2 separate regions of the Mus musculus genome follow, and region 2 is linked to region 1. The links are chromatin contacts, called in public HiChIP or PLAC-seq maps. All regions are on one chromosome and are shown on one strand. Each heading gives the region's core, a stretch centred on a gene start, on an enhancer-like site or on the middle of the called end of the contact. The rest is flanking DNA. Distances are from core to core; before and after follow the strand shown. Region 1 overlaps Gm19589 (predicted gene, 19589). Region 2 has its middle 17 kb from the start of Arl4c.

Evidence for each region. HiChIP or PLAC-seq counts read pairs in DNA pulled down with a chosen protein or histone mark.
Region 2: a BATF HiChIP or PLAC-seq map of CD8 T cells shows a contact between it and region 1, with 12 read pairs. The contact joins two enhancer-like sites. A contact is called at or near these places in 1 of 39 promoter capture datasets (neural stem cells), 4 of 15 datasets of contacts at CTCF or cohesin (CD8 T cells, the NIH/3T3 cell line and stem cell-derived epiblast-like cells), 27 of 484 Hi-C or Micro-C datasets (3T3-L1-derived adipocytes, the 4T1 cell line, CD4 T cells and 17 more) and 26 of 115 datasets of contacts at active chromatin or transcription factors (CD4 single positive thymocytes, CD8 T cells, the HPC-7 cell line and 20 more).

The regions. Positions count from the first base shown.
Region 1 is chr1:88,560,922-88,564,301 of GRCm38.p6, forward strand. It overlaps Gm19589 (predicted gene, 19589), which reads left to right. Exons shown (of 6, transcript NR_037971.2): 6 at 1-1,245. Among named protein-coding and RNA genes, the nearest start is that of Gm41912, 7.4 kb to the right of the region's middle. Within about 2 kb of position 1,635, at least 33 of the 459 cell types and tissues checked have an H3K27ac peak or open chromatin away from gene starts, as enhancers often do. A contact at or near this core is called in CD8 T cells and memory CD8 T cells, where this site is marked.
Region 2 is chr1:88,683,120-88,686,538 of GRCm38.p6, forward strand. No RefSeq gene overlaps it. Among named protein-coding and RNA genes, the nearest start is that of Arl4c, 17 kb to the right of the region's middle. Within about 2 kb of position 1,807, at least 23 of the 459 cell types and tissues checked have an H3K27ac peak or open chromatin away from gene starts, as enhancers often do. A contact at or near this core is called in CD8 T cells and memory CD8 T cells, where this site is marked.

The sequences.
Region 1 (3,380 bases), core at 385-2,884:
GGTGACCTGGCTTTTGAGGTGCTGGCCTGAGTCATACCACCTGACCCTACACCATTTGTGTTCTTGGCAACTGACATCGTCTCTGTGTAAGCCAGGCTCCTTCCTCACACTGGGGCTGCTCGAGAATTTCGCAATGTGCAGGGCTCAATGGATGGACCACGGAGATCCTTAAGCACAATGGAATCAAAGATGCCAGCAACTGTTGCCACTTGCTCCTTTGAAACAGTTTTTGAAAAACCCTGTAAGCCTGGCTGAGAAAAGGCAAATAGCCTTTAGTGAATCAGTTTGGCAAGCCAACCCGGATAGAAGATAAATGTGCTGCAAGCACATTTAGCAGCAACAGGACAAAACCACAGGTAGTTCATAGGCACAACAGAGGAGCCTATTCTGCTACCGAGCCCTTCCTGGGGAATACCTGCTCCCCAACTGACCTCTCCACAGGCCCTTTCTAGCACCTTGTCTAGGATGAGATAGGCACATTATTGAATCCTAATGCTCTTCAAAGGCTGATCTGGTTTTCAAGTGGGCCGGTGTCCACCTTCATCTTTATTGTGATCATTGACCCCATTGGTCCTCTGGTCGTATTTCTGGTACCGTGTTCTCTATGGGTAAGGAAAGGAACTGCAGATCCAATGGCCCTTCAGAGACTTCGGTGAAAAATGCACATGATGTTCGGCTGTTCTGGTAATGAAATAGATGCACATTAAAAACAACAGTGACGTGTCTACACCAGCGTCTGTAGACACGGCTCCAGAGTAAAGCACTTGCTATGCAATCAGGCTCTGAGCTCAGATCCCTAGCAAGCATGTAATAGCCTGGTGTGATAGTCCCATCCTAGTAACTTAAACCTAGACCCTTCCACCTCGTGATCCGTCTTCCAGGACTTCACCCCAGCCACTAAGCCTCATATATAAGCTTTTGTAATGTCATGGTTCATAACGGGTAGGCTCTGAGAAATGACCACTGGACAGGTGGGGGTCGGGGTGCATGATAAAGCCATCAAACAAAGTGTGTGAGATTCAGTCTTCCTGTCACATGCCCAGCTACAGAAGAAAACAAAATATTACTTGCAGAGTAAAATATCTAATACTACCTCAGGGTTTGGAAGGAGCCACATGAAAATGGCAATGGAGTCACATCCTGGAGACTGGATAGGCTCATTTTTATTTTTGCATCTATATTTTTCCCTATTCTCCATTTGATTAGAAAGTATGTTACTTTAATAAAAACTTTTTAATCAAAAGTTAATTCAGGACTGAGAAAGGCCTGAATGGACACCAAAGCCTGGGCTGCCAGTTGGGTTGGCTGCTTAGCCTGTCAGGGAGGTTGACAAAACCCACGTTTGCTGCAGGAGGTGAATGAGCAGAGTGGTCGTTCTTGTCCTATAGATGACAAGGTACTGCACACAGGTGTGCGCACACAATCAAGGTGAGGATCTATCTGCTAGAAGCTTCTATCTCACTTTGCCTTAGTACCCTCCGCCTCACTTTCTAAGTCAAAGGCTCACACATGTCTTGCTTTCTCCCCTAGAGTCTCTCTCTACCCAGCCAACTTGGGAGTAGTCCCCACGTCTGACCACTGAGCCTGAGAACAGGCTGTTCCCATATGGCCAGAAGAGGGCGCTGTGGGGCAGGACAGGCTTCTGCCTACTGTTTAACATGTCTGTCCATTGGACAATGGAACAGAACACCCTGGCCACTGTTGCTGCAGGGGTTACATGCAACAATTATACATGATCAGTGTACAAGCTCTCCAGGGATCTGTAGCTACACAGGACTGGTTTTCCTTTACACTGTCCTCTTAGAGAGTGTGGTTCTCAACAATGTACCCTGGCTTTGCCCAAACTCTCACCTCCCAAGACATCTTTCATCTTCCTCTTTCATGAACAAGGCCACTGTCCTTGCCCGACACGTTTACTAGTAGGGATTTGGGGCCTGTTTACTGTGCACACTTGCTAGATCCAGTACCTGACCCAGTGTGGCCAACTGTTTGAACTCTGAAATAAAATAAAATAAAATAAAATAAAATAAAATAAAATAAAAAAAATAAAATAAAAGATGATCCTGGATCCCTGGGCCAGGAATTCACTGGTTCCATGTCCAGTACTTTGGTCTTTGGACCATGGTGACAAGGCCTTCCTTGTGGCCAGTGTTGAAAGAGCTCTCAGAGCCCTCAGCTTTAGGGGAAGGCCCTCGTCATGACATTCCCTAGCTAACTTACACTTGAACCCAAGATTCTCCTGGGATAGATGTCCATTCGGTCTCTCAGCCTAGGTCCCAGCACCTACTGCCTGCTATCTGGCTCTAGTTTGGTCTTCTGTATTCATTTTCCCCACATGCCCAGCCCAAGACTTCTGTCTCATGGGACCTCTGGGCTTTTAGGCTGACTCTGGCCACAGCCTCTCTGAACCATTGTGTGGCTTGTGCTCTGTGCCTTCCTAGGCAGGACTTCTCATACTTCAGTCCATGAGCATTAGAGTAAAGCCAGAATAGCCACGCAGCAGTAAGTAACACCTGTGGCATGGCTATCGTGTTGTGAGCCGAGAGCTCCCTAGGAAAGTCTGGACCCTCTGGATACACAATGAGGAAGGTTACAGAGTCCTCAACTGCAAAGAGAAGAGCTCATCTCAACCATCTAGAAATAGTGAACAATAGTACCCACTGGCCCTGGGGCCTGGCAATCCTACTCTATTCCCCTGCTCTGACAGGCTTTTCGGGTCCTCATGCCATCAGAGTCATGATCTCACTCAGCTGCAGGACCTGAGACCCAGCCTGACTTTATCCAATGATGTCTTAAAGCCATCGCTGTTCTTGGCTCTGGTCCAGCATCTATCCCTTGCAAGAACTCTTTCCTCCCTATAGGCCCCATTGATAGCCATTTGCTTTCACCTGCTGGGGTAAGCACCCCTTATAGATAGCACTGATGAACAGAAGAGATATGGCGTAGCTTCGGAGCTCAGAGCCCAGCCAACCTGAGTTACGGTATTATGACTGATTACAGATCTGTGCAGGGATGCCCAGGAGCCATGTTTACATCTATTATGTTTACTCTAGGTGAGTTGGACCAGTGGGTAAAGGTGTCTTGGACAGGTATCTCTTTGTGCCCTGTGATCACTCGAGATTCTGTCTCCTCTCACCTCACACCAGTGGTGGTGGAAACCATCTCTGAAGCCAGGCCTCTGCCATTCAGTAATATAACCAGACATTTTAGCAGGAAGGGGAGCTGGGCTAAGGACAGCACTCCAGGACACTGGTGAGAACAGGGAGCTCCAAGGTACTTGGGCTGCTCGATGTGGTCCTCTGAGAGAAGCAGCCTTTACAGGATACAGGTGTCTCCCACACAGCTCTACACGGGCACAAGAAGGAGGTGGAGGACACTAG
Region 2 (3,419 bases), core at 557-3,056, 120 kb after region 1:
CCTAAATCTGAGAGTGACATTCATGGGGAAGAGCCCTTTAAACACAGAGTTCAGGGGCTGAGCCTTTGGTACAGTGTTGCCTAGCATACTTCAAGCCCTGGTTTCAATCTCCAGAACCACATAAGCCAGTTGGTACACACTTGTAATCACAGCACTAAAGAGGTAGAGGCAGGGGGGGCTGGAATTTCAATGTCATCCTCAACTACATAGGGAGTTCAAGGCTAGTCTGGTCTAGAAATCCATTATAAACAAACACAACCTTCAGAGCATCCCAACAGACCTCCTCCATCCTCAAAGACCTGCACCCGCTGTGAGAAGATGCATATCTTTCACAGAAGCCCTCTATTTCTTCTAGAATGGCCTACATGCTGGGACCTGCAGTGGCCTGTATGTCCCTACTCTGTCTCCTCTCAGCCCTCCCTGCCTCATTCTCTGCCCCAGGTTTCTCCACCTCCAATACAGCCATGTGGTGGCCAGCATTGATATCAATAACTCTTCTGGGTAATAGGTATGCCAGGAGAAGAGAAGCAAGCCAATACATACACCAACAACAGCAGTGGGGACAGTAGGCACAGAAGCGACATGGTACAACTGCATGTGATGGACACCAGTGTCAGTGGGATGAGGGACCTCAGATCTCCATGGACCACTGTTTGGGAAGAATGAATTTGGAGGAGCCAGAGCAGTGGTTCTCAATCGTCCAGTGCTGTGACCCTTTAATACAGTTCCTCATGTTGTGATGACCCCTAACCCTAAAATTATTTCATTGCTCTTTCATAACTTTAATTTTGTTGATGCTATGAATCACAATGTAAATATCTGACATGTAGGATATATGACCTTTGTGAAAATGTCATTTGACCCCCCAAAAAAGGGTCACAACCCACAGGTTTAGAACTGCTGAGCCAGAGAGTCTGGAGCTGAGGTTCCTTAGGGGACACAGTCACTGATGCCTTCAATGGCAGAGCTTTGAATGCCACCAAATGCAGGAAGTGCCTGAGACAAGGAATTGGAATCAGAGACACACCCCAAGAGATTCCCTGGCTAGAGGAGAGAGGCCAAGCAGACTCTTGGATGGATTGGGTTGGGGGTGTGCTGTAGCTCCTTCCCTGAGATGGTGTCCTGAATTCCCAACAATGCTTGACCAATTGTGATGTCCACAGTAGAGAATTAAGAAATTCACAATAAACTCAGCCCAGACCTGAAAGGTGACAATGTGCACCGTGAAGAATGTATACCTTTTGATATGAGTTTTGACTCCTACAATCTCCATTTCCTTGAGATTATTGGGATACAGTTTCTGTACACTGTGCTCAGAGTGATTTAACTTTCAGTGTGAGGCATGGCTGGCTGGCTGTGATGGAGCTTCAGCAGAGGACAGTCAAAACAGGTTTGTCTGGTCATAAATACTTTAGTTGCTAGGCTCAGCAGATGCCGGTAGACACTTGCCCTAATGAGAGAGTATCGATTAAATTCTAGTTTGGAATCAGGACCCATAATTGCTGGGTTGAAGACTTGAGGGATCATGTTCTGTAATGAAGGCAAACTCCTTGGGAAGCTTCCATTTGACACCAACCCTCAGGGGTCAGTGGTTGTTATGGAAGTAGGTAGAACTAGAATTGGGCACAGATCTCCATGGTGGAGTAGAGACAAAGGGCTTTACAACTACTCCTTGAGCTGGTACATTCTAACTTCATCTTAAAATGCCCACCCCTTTCTTCTGATACCATCTTAGGATTGTGAGCCCTTCTACCCTTCAAATTGTTTCTGAACTGCATCACAGAAGGCAAACTGACAGGTGTTGCTGTCACACTTGTGCTGTGGGTTTTTATGTTTCCTGTACCATCATAAAGCAAGACCACTGTCAGTACACTATAGTGAGCCAGCTTTTGAGAACCGTCTTCTTGGTTCTCTCAAAGGATTTAAATTTAGGACACCCCAAGACTAAAGATTAAGTCATGTGTCTAGTGGAAGATATTCTGTCTTCTGTCTAAACAAACTGTGAAGCTGGAGACACAGTGTTGCTCTGGGCTCCATCATGGGACTGCTCAGGGTTGGGGGTGTCTCCATTAGTAGAATACTGTCACACAGGCAGTTAGATAGACCAAACTAGGCATTCCTGAGTGTGGCCAGGTGTTACCTACCACTAGTCTTTTAGGATTCCAGAACATTTGTCTCCAACACACACTTTGCTCCCTTCAGAGCAGTAGCTACAGACAGTAATGACCAGGCTTGCTCCACTCCAGACCAGTGAGTCTGTCTGAGGGATGGTGAAAAGTGTCACCTTTGTTTCTGTGACCACACATGACTAAACTGAGACGATAGGTTTTCAGTGATGGAGGCCACAAGTTATGGCAAACTCATGGGTGGGATTCAGGGGCAGCCATATCCCAGGCAGGGACCATGTTCAAGCGAGCAAATTAATCATGCTGGAAATGGGTTGTTACAAGAGCAGGATGGGGAACCTGAATATTTTATGTAGAAGAAAATAGCAGCCAATACAAGCATTCAGAGAGGTGCTAAGTGGGCTTCTCAGAGGGCATCCACATGCTGTAAAACCCTAGAGAACTCAGCACATAGGGCTGGGCAACAGAGTCCCTGGCTTCTTCCCAGCCCCTACAGAGGCCCTTGAGGATGCCACAGAAAGGAAAGGTCCATCCACAATCCAGGGTCTTTAGAATCATTTCACTATGGTCAAGAGATAGGCAAGCAGGATGGGGTGGTGGCATCCTGACTGTGATCACTGAGCCTAGAATGCTGCTGCCATTTGCAGGCTCCCAGGTGACTGAAAGTTTACAGCTCTCATTAAAAAGCTATGGAGTGCTTCAAGGCAGGGACAGGACTCAACCCAGTGTGGGCTAGCGTCCCAGGCTGCTGTTCCACAACACACATGTGGATGAGAGGCCAGCAAAGCAGCGATGTTTGGGGGAATCCACCAATCAACCCCCTCAAGGACTCTTGCACTACAATGAGCCACAAATCCTGGGGAGTCCCCCCAAAAGACACTAACCTCTGAGTTTAAGGAATACCTGAGGACTCCCATCTGTGGAGTCAGTACCATTCTCTTCTTTACTGAGACCCCAGCTTGCCCTTGGCTCCCACCCTATCACCATGCAGCCGGGACATATCTAGACCACCGTATCTGTTTTCTCTGCTGAAACCTTGCTACATTAGAGGACATGTCCACCCCTACCCCCATCTGTCTGATTATACACACATCTCCTACCTCCAAGATATCCCAGGATATCTTCCGAAAGACCTCTCAGGATCCTCTCTTCATAACACTATTGAGATCTGGACTAACTGGTTCATACACAAACTTGTGTTGAGATTAGCTTCTCAATGGAACCTTTCTTCTCCCTCATGAACAGATCTATGCCTTTCTAGAGATACGGATGCACCTTGAAGAGCGAGTGAAT